Linked DNA regions of Capsicum annuum: region 1 is linked to region 2. Evidence: chromatin contacts called from public Hi-C data. All regions are on one chromosome and are shown on one strand. The core of a region is the stretch at or near the end of the contact, and the rest is flanking DNA. Distances in the headings are between cores, read along the strand shown.

What was found. Hi-C and Micro-C count contacts between places; a contact is called where the count stands out from the background.
Region 1: a Hi-C map of bud shows a contact between it and region 2, with 1.6 times the contacts expected there. The contact joins the enhancer-like site here to the promoter of LOC124897042 in region 2. A contact is called at or near these places in 2 of 5 Hi-C or Micro-C datasets (bud and leaf).

Annotation. Positions count from the first base shown.
Region 1 is chr3:22,587,762-22,594,084 of UCD10Xv1.1, reverse strand. No RefSeq gene overlaps it. Among protein-coding and RNA genes, the nearest start is that of LOC124897042, 32 kb to the right of the region's middle. Within about 2 kb of position 1,449, at least 4 of the 5 cell types and tissues checked have an H3K27ac peak or open chromatin away from gene starts, as enhancers often do. A contact at or near this core is called in bud and leaf, where this site is marked.
Region 2 is chr3:22,555,257-22,560,745 of UCD10Xv1.1, reverse strand. It overlaps LOC124897042 (chlorophyllase-2-like), which reads left to right and starts at 1,565. Exons shown (of 3, transcript XM_047409189.1): 1 at 1,565-1,854; 2 at 2,655-2,865; 3 at 3,006-3,774. The coding sequence starts at 1,597. The coding sequence ends at 3,517.

The DNA.
Region 1 (6,323 bases), core at 200-2,699, 33 kb before region 2:
TGATATTGATCCAATATTTTTGATCCACCTCTAAAAATTTTATACCTTTTCTCTTTTCAAAAGAAAAATCGAGAAAAAATGTGTCAGAATTTCTCATATGGATTCTCAACGTGTGATTAGTCTCCTCATATGATTTTATCTAATTTTTACTAGTATTAGTTTTGGGGGTTTAATTTGATATAATAATTATTTAAAATTCTTAAATATAGACTAATCACTTTTTACACCTTATATTTGAAAAGTAGCCATTACCGTGGGTTCTCATATTTTAAAGGTGAAATTCTAAATAGCCACACGAAAATACTGCTATATTTCATATTATGATATCAAAATCAGATCTGAGTTTTCAGTGTTAGCTTCGATGTTATATTGTTCATACTTCAATTAGTAGGTCTAAGCGTGTAAGGACTACCGAAATTTTTCACATGGATTTTCAATGGTGATTTGGTATTTTTAATATAATGTTTAGTAATTCTCAAATTATAAGTTAAATTTTAAAATTAAATTAGGTTCAATATATCACCTGATAACTAAAATCATAGGTACAATATCGAAAGATAGGCCAAACAATATCGACCATGCAATCATAGTTTTGTATTGTACACAAAATTATTTTTACAGTTTAAATCGGTGAACTACCGTGATATACAACTCTTATGGCTGAGCCAAGACTTCATCTAACAACTTCTATATTATTTTTCACCTATAATTACTGTATTCGGTAGTTGTGATATGACAAATCATGAAATTTGTGTCATAAGTGTGGCATCAAGGAAATTTTTCAATAATTCAATAGTTGATCCTAAGATGAATCTATGTTTTAGTTTGTAATAACATGGTACTTTAAATAGATTGGTCTTTAATTTTTGCTCTTTAGCAATCAAAATTATGTCTAGTAAAACATAAGTTTTTCTTAGAATATAATGTTATATCCAAACATAGCTTGTGAAATTTTATGATACAAAAATATAAAATTACTTTCCGCAAAAAAATAAAAAAATTAGAAGAGGCAAAGTTCGAAGGCAACACAAGATAGGAGCAAAGTATAAAATGACCCTACTATTAGCTGTGTAGCTTAACTTAGCTTACTAAGATCAAATATGGATCAAATTTCTCTTACCCATATTTGAAATATTGAAATGGTTCTAGGCCCATTTATATATTCCAATTGTCTGGTTTATGCATGTCATGAAGTTAAGCATGAAAAAATCAAACTTCAGATAGAGTCTCTGAAATTAAATACAACTAAAGTAATTACAGTTCGATGTCTGTGTGATCTAATTTATAAATTAGCCAACAAATGTAATATATTTAAATATAAATACAAATATAAATATACTTACATATACATAATCATTGAATATATTTTATATATTCGGGCTAGCACCTCTAATTAATTTTGGCCGACGGGCCAAAAATGAAAGCAGCCCTTCACTAAATCACTCGTTTTTGCACAGTGGAAGCTTACATTCCCAAAAATGACCAATTTTTAAAATATAGCAAGTATAGAGCCACTCCCAATTTATGGTTCAGAGTAATCAGCATGAATAACAAGACTGTTGGATTCATTTGTGTAAGTCCAAATTATGATTTGGATGAATGCAGAGCATATCTTGCATGCCTTGACTTACAAATATTGGGGCAAAGGGATTGTGACAACAAGAGTGAAAATGGTGGCTTCTAAGATTTTCTTGGAGTGGTCATATTTGCAAAACCTTGAAGCTATGGTTGATATGGAAAATAAAGGGTAGCAAAGGGTGTTGGAAAAAGTTGGATTCTTGAAAGGAGTTTTAAGAAAGTATATGATAGAGGGGAATAAAAGATATTGTGATGTTTAGTCGGGGTGTCAAATGAGCGGGTTGAATTGAATCTGGCCGAGTCAATTATCTCAAAGTTTATTTAGGTTGAAATGAGTTAGGCTAAAAATCAGGTTTAGTTTATTAGCCATGTATTCTAGAAAAGACAACTTATTGAGTTTCCAAGAAATTATTTATACATATTAAGCAGTCTTTTAGCATATGCACTGATTATGAGCTAAAGCTATTGAGTTTTGCTCAACTCGTAAGCAGAGTTGCAGCTCTACCCCTGAGCCAAAGCATGTCGTTTTCTCTAAAAAGAAAAAAGAAGAAATTTATATTTTCCCTCATGGATTCATCAGTAGAACAGTAGAAGTGACAATATTCTGAGTGGCAAGGAGCCTCAAATGACGGTACAAATGACGATAACACACTCAGTATAATTCCACGGATAAAGTTTCGAAAAATAATGATACAAATGATTATAATAATTTTAAAGATTATGATAAGCAGCCATTTTTCAGCTATAATTTTTAATTTTTCACAGAATTTGATCAGTTGATAAGTAGCTATAAATGAACATATCTCTAATTTAACCTTTATTAAAACCATACTTCCTTAAAAGTCCTCCTTTCTTGAAACCAACTTTCTCTAGCACCCTTTGGATCCTCTATTTTCAGGTTCCACCAATGCTTCTAGCCTCACCAAATTGGAAAAATCTTCGAACACAATTGTATAGTCATCTTTAGGGTCGTTTGGTAGAGTGTACTAAAAATATAATACATGCATTATTCTTTGTGTATTAATAATACCATGTTTGGTATTATTTTTTAGACTATACATAACTAATACTTGCATTAGTTATACACATTATTGTGTATTAAGGTGTTTGTTATTAATACTCATTATTTCCTATGTATTAGTAATACCAAATATTTCAACACATGTATTAATTAGTAAATGACAAATTTACCCTTCAAAGCTCTGCTAAAACATTTCTCCTCGGTTCTTTGCTGCAGCTTTCAACAATGAAAAAGAAAAATTCAATGACTAAATTTCCCCTCAAATCTCTACTAGAATATTCATTTTCCTTGTATTTTGCCTTTGTTCTTGTACTTTGTCTTCTCTTCTTTCTCTACACTGTCATGAAAAAATATGAAAAATTTTCACCACATCTTCTTCTTCTTTTCATATAATTAGACATTGTTTGCTCTTCTACACTAGAATTAAATGTTCTGTTATTGGGAGCTTGAATATGAAATTGAATTCTTTGTTTTTGAAGATTGTTTTTGATTTTTTTGTTGCTTAATTTTTCATGCTAATCTGTAAAATCATGACTGTTTTTGGTGATTTTCTAAAGTTGTGCATAAAAATTGTTTAATTCCCTCATGTTCCAACTATCTTCTGTATAAGGAATTGCAAAATCAAAGTTTGTCATACAAACTTTTTCTATGAAAAAGGAATGGATATAAACTGTTTGAGGAATTGATGGACAATGAAGTCTAATTCGTTGGTTTGAGAAAGAAAGTGGAGAGGATATTTTAGTCATACAAAATATTTTTTATAAAAATTATACAACATATATTATTTTTAATACATCAAACCAAACACTGCATAACAAAAATACAAACATAACTAACGCAGGTATAACTAACACAAACATTACTAATACACCATATTTTACATTATTATTATACACTTTACCAAACCACCCCTTAGTGCCATAGTAACAATACCATGTATGGCATAGCTAATGTGAGCTCTATGATTTTCATTTCCTGATTCTGGTCTAACTGATATTTATCCTATTGAACAATTATTAATTAAAGTAACTTTAGGAGACTTTGAGTTATGTAAGGTTAGGTTCTTGTCACTCCTCAACACCTCTTCAATTATTAATTAAAATTAATATTGTATTATCTATAATCTATATTTATATTTATAATATATTAAAAGTGTGAACACCTTTAGAAAAATGATTTGAACTTTTTGCCATTTATTAAAACACCCGCAATAGACAAAATCACTTTTTCACTTTATTTTTTTAGAAATAATCATCATTAAATTATTATACAAATATTTAGGATACAAAAAGGAAAATAAGAAAGAATCACATAACTAAAATAAATTAAATGTAATATGACAATTTTTAATTAGGAATCCTACACAAATTTTTAGGAAAAAAATTATCCTTGAAAAGGAAAAAAAGAAAATTAAGAACCAAACGTTTTTTCTTTTTGGTAAGAATAACTAAACATTATAGTTAAGAAAAAGACATAAAAGAAAAGGTACCAATTTATTGATGAAAAATTTAATCTATTAATGGAAAAATTTTAGGAACCAAAATATATTTTTTTTAAAAAATATATGTATGAAAAGAAAAAAATATATTTTATTCACATAAGAATTCATAATATTTAACACTTCTAAATCAAATAGAATTTACCTTATATAAAAAAAGAAAGTCTACAATTCTATTTAATAGTTATTTGATCAAATTTTACTAGAAAAATATCTTCTACTTTTATATTTTCTTCTTATTCTTAGTTTTGTTTTGGTTTTGATTAATGATTAGTTAACATTTTCTTCTTGGATTCTTCAAGTTTTTCTAGCCTTCTTCGTTATATGAAGTTCCTTTTAAATTTTTGCTTATATGAAATTATTTTAATTGTAAATAAATCATGAGATTTAGTATATCATCATTATGTTTATTCATATACTTTAATGATTTTTTTATTTTTTTTTTGGATACAGGCTCCAATTGTTATCATACATACAAAATATGATCAAACACTCTTTCCAGTGGTAATTTTAGTTTTTATTATCAATTAAAATAACTTTCTCTAATAAATGATGTTTTGTAGCTTACAAGTATTTTTTTTATTCAAAATTGGGATATACCTTATTTTTACTATCTGTTTTTTTTTTCTTTGTATGTAAGCCAAAGTTAGAATCTTTTATGAATTTATTTATTTTAAAATTAATTGATATTTTTTAATAATTTTATTTTTTGTATATTCTTTTATTTATTGTCTCGAGATATACATATTATATGTATAGAACACATTTCAAGCATTTAAAAATAAATATTTAATTATGACATTAATATTTAGAGCTTATATGTACTAAATTTTTTATATTCATTGTTTACGTAAAGTAAATATATATTTTTGATAAGTAATATCTTTTTAATATAAAAAGTAAATATATGTAAACATGGCTAATCATAATTATCCCTTTTAAATATAGTTAGTTTTATTTTTTTTTTCTTGGGCCATTTTATTTAAATAAAATATAACATACAAAGTTGAAAAAAAAAAGTAACACGTCTTGAAAAAGAAAAGTAAATAAAAAGATAAAAAAGAATTGTGAGTTTATATTGGGATCCATACTATTTTTGTATTGATAGATAATTTATGAAATAAAAATAAAAATTTATTATATTTAGATAATATTTTTTAAAGAAAATATTTTGAAATTCTAAATCAATTAGAATTTTATTTTATAAATAAAAAAATTTATAATTTTATTTAAATAATACTTTGATCAAACTTCAATAAAGAAAAGCCGCCACTTCTTCTACTATACTTTTTTTTTGTTATGATTTAAGTCGTATTCTTTCATTCATTATCATCAGTGATAAGTTTAAAGATTGTATATGAATTATACGTAAACAACAATGGACAATGGCTTGTTCCTTTTTAATAATTTCTTGTGTTAATTGGATAAGACAAACTTGTTGCCGCCGAGTGAAGTAGCAATAAAAATCAAATGTTTATATTACCTAAAAATTTAAATTTATATTACGAGAATGATGATTCTCTTTTAGGTTGCCACAAATTTTACTCCTTTCTCAGGTATTCTATCATCGGTTGATTTATAGCTCGGTATTATGCATTATCGATTCGTTTTATTAGTTTTTAATTTCTAAACATATTAAATCGATAACAACCGCTTGGTGGAAATATACTGGGTATGTTGTTGTTGTACTAAATCGATAACCAAATTAATAAGATATTTCTAATCAATGTGGGTCCTTAACGGTTAGATTTTTGAGTTAATCGCTAAAAAAGTCCTCATTTATATACACGATATAAAAATGCTCATATAGTCAAAGACTATGGTATTGATTTATACGAATAATATTATGTTTATATAGTATAATTTTATGCTATTTTAATTTCTTATTATAGTTTTATTAGTATTAATTAATGTGACACACGTGCTTCTTCTCATAGCTTTATTAGTATTAATTAATGTGACACATGTGCAAAGCACGTACACTTGACTAGTAATTATTTAAATATACAAAAAGGAGATGAATTTTCCATTGCTTGATTGACATGATGAAGATACATTTACCATTTGATCTTAACATTCCTGATCTTGATTTTGTTTAAATGCCTGAACCATGCATCAAAGTTTTGATTAGACAAATGCCGCCATGGTTAGAGACTGAGTCAACATTTTTAGTTTATAAAATCTAAATCATAACTATTTTTTATTTATTAAATTCTGAATAAATTA
Region 2 (5,489 bases), core at 316-2,815:
TTTTAACAATATTAGATGTTTCAAACATTGTGAGGTTCTTTGAATGAAAGTCTAAAAATGAATAAATATTCGATGAGATATTTGAAACGTCAAGCCATATGTTTCACATTTATAATTCTATAAATTGAAGCTAATGTATAGAGATTTACAGTTTTTGAAATGATTTTCTTTGTCTTAATTTATGTGGCATAATTAAAATTTTGAGTTTCAAATTATTTTTTTTTATTGTGAAAAAAGAATTAGTTGAGATACAAGAAAAAATTAAACATTTGATAAAATATTTATTTTTATAATTTAAATAGATATAACATGTATTTTAACATCAATTGCTAACTTTCAATCATGTGTTTTTCTTATAAATATATTTTCATTGATCAAGCAAGATACACGTACAAAACACATACACTATGCTGTAATAATAAAAAAGACAACTCTCATTAGGGATCGATCAATTCCATGTTCACAAGGAAACATAAGCAATTCAAAGTCCCTTCTATGAAATCAAGCCAACCTTCAATTTGTATATGCATATGCATGGACTCCCATCTATAAAACAAATAAGGAAATGAAAGCCAATCGACATCTACATCCTCTTCACTTCGAAATGATGTTGTTGCTCGGATGTGTATTCATTCAACAGGGTAGATGAAAGGCAAAGTTTTCTCTATTGTCGACGCATGTTAATTTTTGCAGAATCAATTGAGTTTTGAGTGTTTTCACTCAAGACGTTTACAAGTCTCACAAACGTCATGAAATTAGGCCAATCGGAGACTTCTTCACCTCACTTGAATGCAAATCAGAACTCCTTCGCAGAGATAAAGACATTTATATACATGCTATTGTAACTCCATGCTTTTAGTTGTCAATTTCACCGATCTCTCTTCCCCTTGACGGATTGAGCTCAACAAAGAACTAATACCACTGTCTAAGAGGTTGAAAGAAGCAGATCCATTGACAATTTGATGAACATATTGAATTTTCATGCTTCATATTTCATAATTATTACCATTAAGCTCATAGTTTTTATTAAGTTCGGCGACAATATTGTTTACAACAATTGACATACTTATTAATCGAGGTGATTAAAAAAATTACAAGCAGCAAAAAATTAAAGACAAATTTAGATAGCAAAAACTTTTCAAAAATAACATGCAATCATACGGACTGCAGAAAAAACATTCTGCATTTTTTATTTTTAAAGTATTGCTCAGTGTGCTGATTATAAAGGAAATTATCCATCTTTGCTTTCACGGATCACATGGCAAAAAGAATTAACAAATGTGTGGACTCAATTTTTGAGAAGAGTAGTGAGCACATTAAATTTGCACATAAGTGATCCAGTCCAATCTCCTTCATTTGCACTCTAAATAATCTGTCTTGGCCTAAACCGGATTTTAAGTAACACTGTTTTTGAGTTAGGCTACCGTTAAAACAAAAAAGCACGTTTTGCTTTTCCCTCAAGGAAAAGAAGAAAGAAGCAAGAAAGTTCCTCTTTTCTGTCTCATTCACCAGAAGGAAACAGAACTGGAAGCTTGTAATTTTTTGTTTTAAAATATATATATATACGACGACGTACTTGGCATCAGGAGAACGGTGATGGAAAAGGTGGTGGTAAAGAAGGCGAAGGTAGGTGACGATGGTATAGCGTTAGATTTTGAAGTAGGAGATGAAGCTGTTGAGATAATCAAAGCTAAGAGCTTTTCCCTGCCATGTCCATTGTTAGTGTTTTCGCCGACTACAGAAGGTTCCTATCCCGTTTTACTATTTTTCCATGGATTCTGTCTCCACCCCAACTGCTACAAGTCCCTCCTCCTACATATTTCTTCCCATCAATATATCGTTGTTGCTCCTCAGGTACTACATATACTTCACATGAGTGGTGGACTTACCATGATTTTTTTTTCTTTTTTTTTTTGATTTCAACAACCAAGAAAATACGTACATACATACATCTCATATTGATTTCATGAGTATATTGACCTCACTTTGGTTCATAGATATGATCTGCATATCAATTTTGAACCCAATGAAAGATCAATATGAAGTTAAAATGAGTAACTGATCAAAGGAATGTCATAAAAATAATATGATAAAGTCTGGTGCACTAAAATTTTCACTATGTAAAAATCTATTCTATGGAGCCTCACATTACATTTCTAAGAGAAGTCATGAAGAAAAACATTTATAGTGTTAATCCTCAGTATAACTTCCACACATCTTGGAAAATGAAGTCGGTCATACCAAATTAAATTACACACCAAAGTTTTCATTGCTATATATCATGTCCCAAGCAATTGGATTATCATTTTCTAAGAATTGCTACGCATCTGTGAGGTTGAAATCTCAATGCCTATATTGGTAGTAATTCCTTTAATATGATACTTGAATCTCAAAAGTTATTTCAACAACAACTAGGCCAGGTCCTGTCTATGTACCGGACAAGTTAGTGTGGATTGGATTGTCCAAATATATGTGAGTGCCGATTGGCTATATGAAGTTTCACTGCCCATATGTCCTATCGATCTATTTGTTGTTGTTTCAACTCAACATTAAAAAAAATCAAGGCCAAACTATAATTAATTTCTCTATATCGATCTTCCACTGCTGGGTTGATATCTAATTTATAATCAATTTGTTTTAAAAAAATGTTGCAGTTTTCTCCTATGACATCCCACAGCGAAGTGAAAAAAGCAAGAAAAATAGCAAAGTGGTTATCAACTAACAATCTCGACTCCATCCTGCCGCAGAAAGTTCTTCCGGACCTCCTCAAAGTTGGCATCTCCGGCCACGGGAGAGGCGGTAAAACAGCATTCGCCTTAGCTTTAGCCTACGGATCAGGCAGCAAGGACGGATCCAGCTCTTCAGGTATGGGTCCCGGGAACCTATTTGCTTTTGCTCTACCTTACATATGCATTAACATTTTAATAAAATTCGATTGTGAATCCAGTTATTTCTTGCATATTCATTTAAAATTACTGTAGAAACTCATAAACTTCAAATTGTAGGTCCGCCTCCAACTAAAGAAAAACAACCCCCTCTCAAATTCTCAGCACTCCTCGGAATTGATCCAGTTGGTGCAAGGTCCTCCGGTTTCTGCTCTCCAAATATACTCAAATTTATTCCTTACAGTTTCAATGTTTCAGTCCCCATAGCCGTAATTGGTACCGGCTTATCAAATCAACGAGCTTATGGTATATGTCCGCCCGGCGCACCAAATGGGGTTAACCATTCTGAATTTTTCAATGAGAGTAAGCCGCCTTGTTACTATTTTTTGGCTAAGGATTATGGCCATGCTGATATTTTGGATGATATAAATAGAATGACAACTTTAATGGGCATTATGATGAAAAGTGGAAAGGGATCAAAGGATACTCTAAGAAGGACTATAGGAGGGTTATTTGTGGCGTTTCTCAAGGCTTATTTGGAAGGTCAAGAAGATGATTTAATTAATATTGTTGAATCCCCTGATATTCGTGCTCCGATTAAACTTGATCCTGTTATATCTATCGAGGAGTAATTACATATGATCGATACTCATGAAACAAATAAGAGATTATTTCCTCTTAATACTTTCCGGGGGAGTGTATTGTAAAATATAATACATGTATTAGTTAATTTGTATTACTAGTATCTTGTTTGGTACTCTTTTTATCTATGTATAACTAATGCAATCATTAGTTATACATTTTATTATGTATTGAAGTGTGTATTAGTAATACACTCTATTTACTATGTATTAGTAATACAAAGACTTTTAACACATGCATTAATTTATTAAATGATCTTAATACCCCTCAATTTCACTCTCAAAATATTTCACCATTTCTTTTCCCACCATTTTAATTTACAATAATGAATCTTTTCAAAACATTTCCCACTATTTTAATTTACAAAAATGAATAATTGATTTAAATAACTATAACATATTTTTGTTTTGCTCTGAGGGTCTTTAAAAAGATTAAAAAACGTTGAAACTATTTCTTAATTTTACGTCTTGTATTTTATTTTTGTTTCGACTATGTTAATCCATCGGTGTAACATTTCTGCACAAAGACGAAGGTTTTACAATTAATCTTAAACCTCTATATACTAGTTCAACAATACTAATTATGTTTGAAATAGAAAAAGAACTTTGTTGCAAAAAAGTATACAAAATCAAAGAAGGGTATTTTTGTAAACAAACATTTCTTTTATAGAAATTATGTAAGATGTATTATTTCTTATACATCATACCAAACAATGTATGAGAAATAATATATACATAACTAATACAAGGATTACTAATGTAAGCATTATCAATACACTATATTTTGCATTGTTCTTATACACTCTACCAAATGACCCCTAAGTGTGTTGATGTTTGCGTTCCTGCAGCTGTATTATTTCGAAGACAATATATGTTAATGTATATACATCTTCAATAAAAAAAATGATTTCTTATCCTTCTTTTCTTTTCTGGGCGAAAGATCGTCGCATGTGACTTGCATTTTCTTCGGGCATAATACATATATAGGGTACTTAAATTTGGCCTTTACTAGCAAATAAGCACTGTAACTTCCCATGTAAAGAGTTGGATTATCCAACTTTCTTGGTTATTACTAGGAGGTTTGATTTTATGTCCCCACCTTCATGTGATCTTAATTTTGTTAGATAATAAACAGGGTAGAGGTCCATGTCAAGCCCCTCCCTTCCCCCGTCCCTGCCGCCATCTCAAGGCAGAGTTTAATAATAAAATGAATACTTCAACTTTGAGTTGAACATCTAGAAATGTCAATTCATCCCGGTATGTCAATTGAATAACTCAACTTACAAAATAATCATTTAAACACTTGCAAAATTTGTGTCACATTAGCATTGGGTGTCCACATACATAATATAGACAAGTTATAGTATTTATTTGCCAGTAACCATAGGCCTGTCCCTTCCCTCGAGTCCATCAATGACTCGAGGCTCTCCTTCTCGACTTAACTCTCTCTCCAGAAGCAGGTTCTGCATCTCTGACCTCACGGGATCTATTCAGCACCATCTGAGCAAAAAGAGTGAAACATAACTTAAAACACAAGGTATACAAAAATTTCGCACGATAAGAAATAAAATGAGGAAAGTTTTCTAAAGGCATTTTATAGCCTCTTGAAGATAGATACGGACGTTTATGTATCGATCCGCAAGACATTATTAGTCTCATTCTTACACCGTTGAGACCAATGAAACCTGTCTGCTATAATACCAATTTGTCATGATGCAAAATTCATAGGTCATGATGACACTTATTGCGGCGAACCTTGATAAGTAAGCCTATCACCCAAATCAATACACAAACGGGAAAAAGACAATAATAACCCCAAGGTAAGGCTCCTAGAATGAAGACGAACCATACAAGTATAATAAATGTAGAAAGAAACATAATAATGCAACCATAATTTCCACAACCAGGTGTCAACTGTATAAGAACGTATCTAGTATAACTCGAGTCCAAGGAAATACATAAG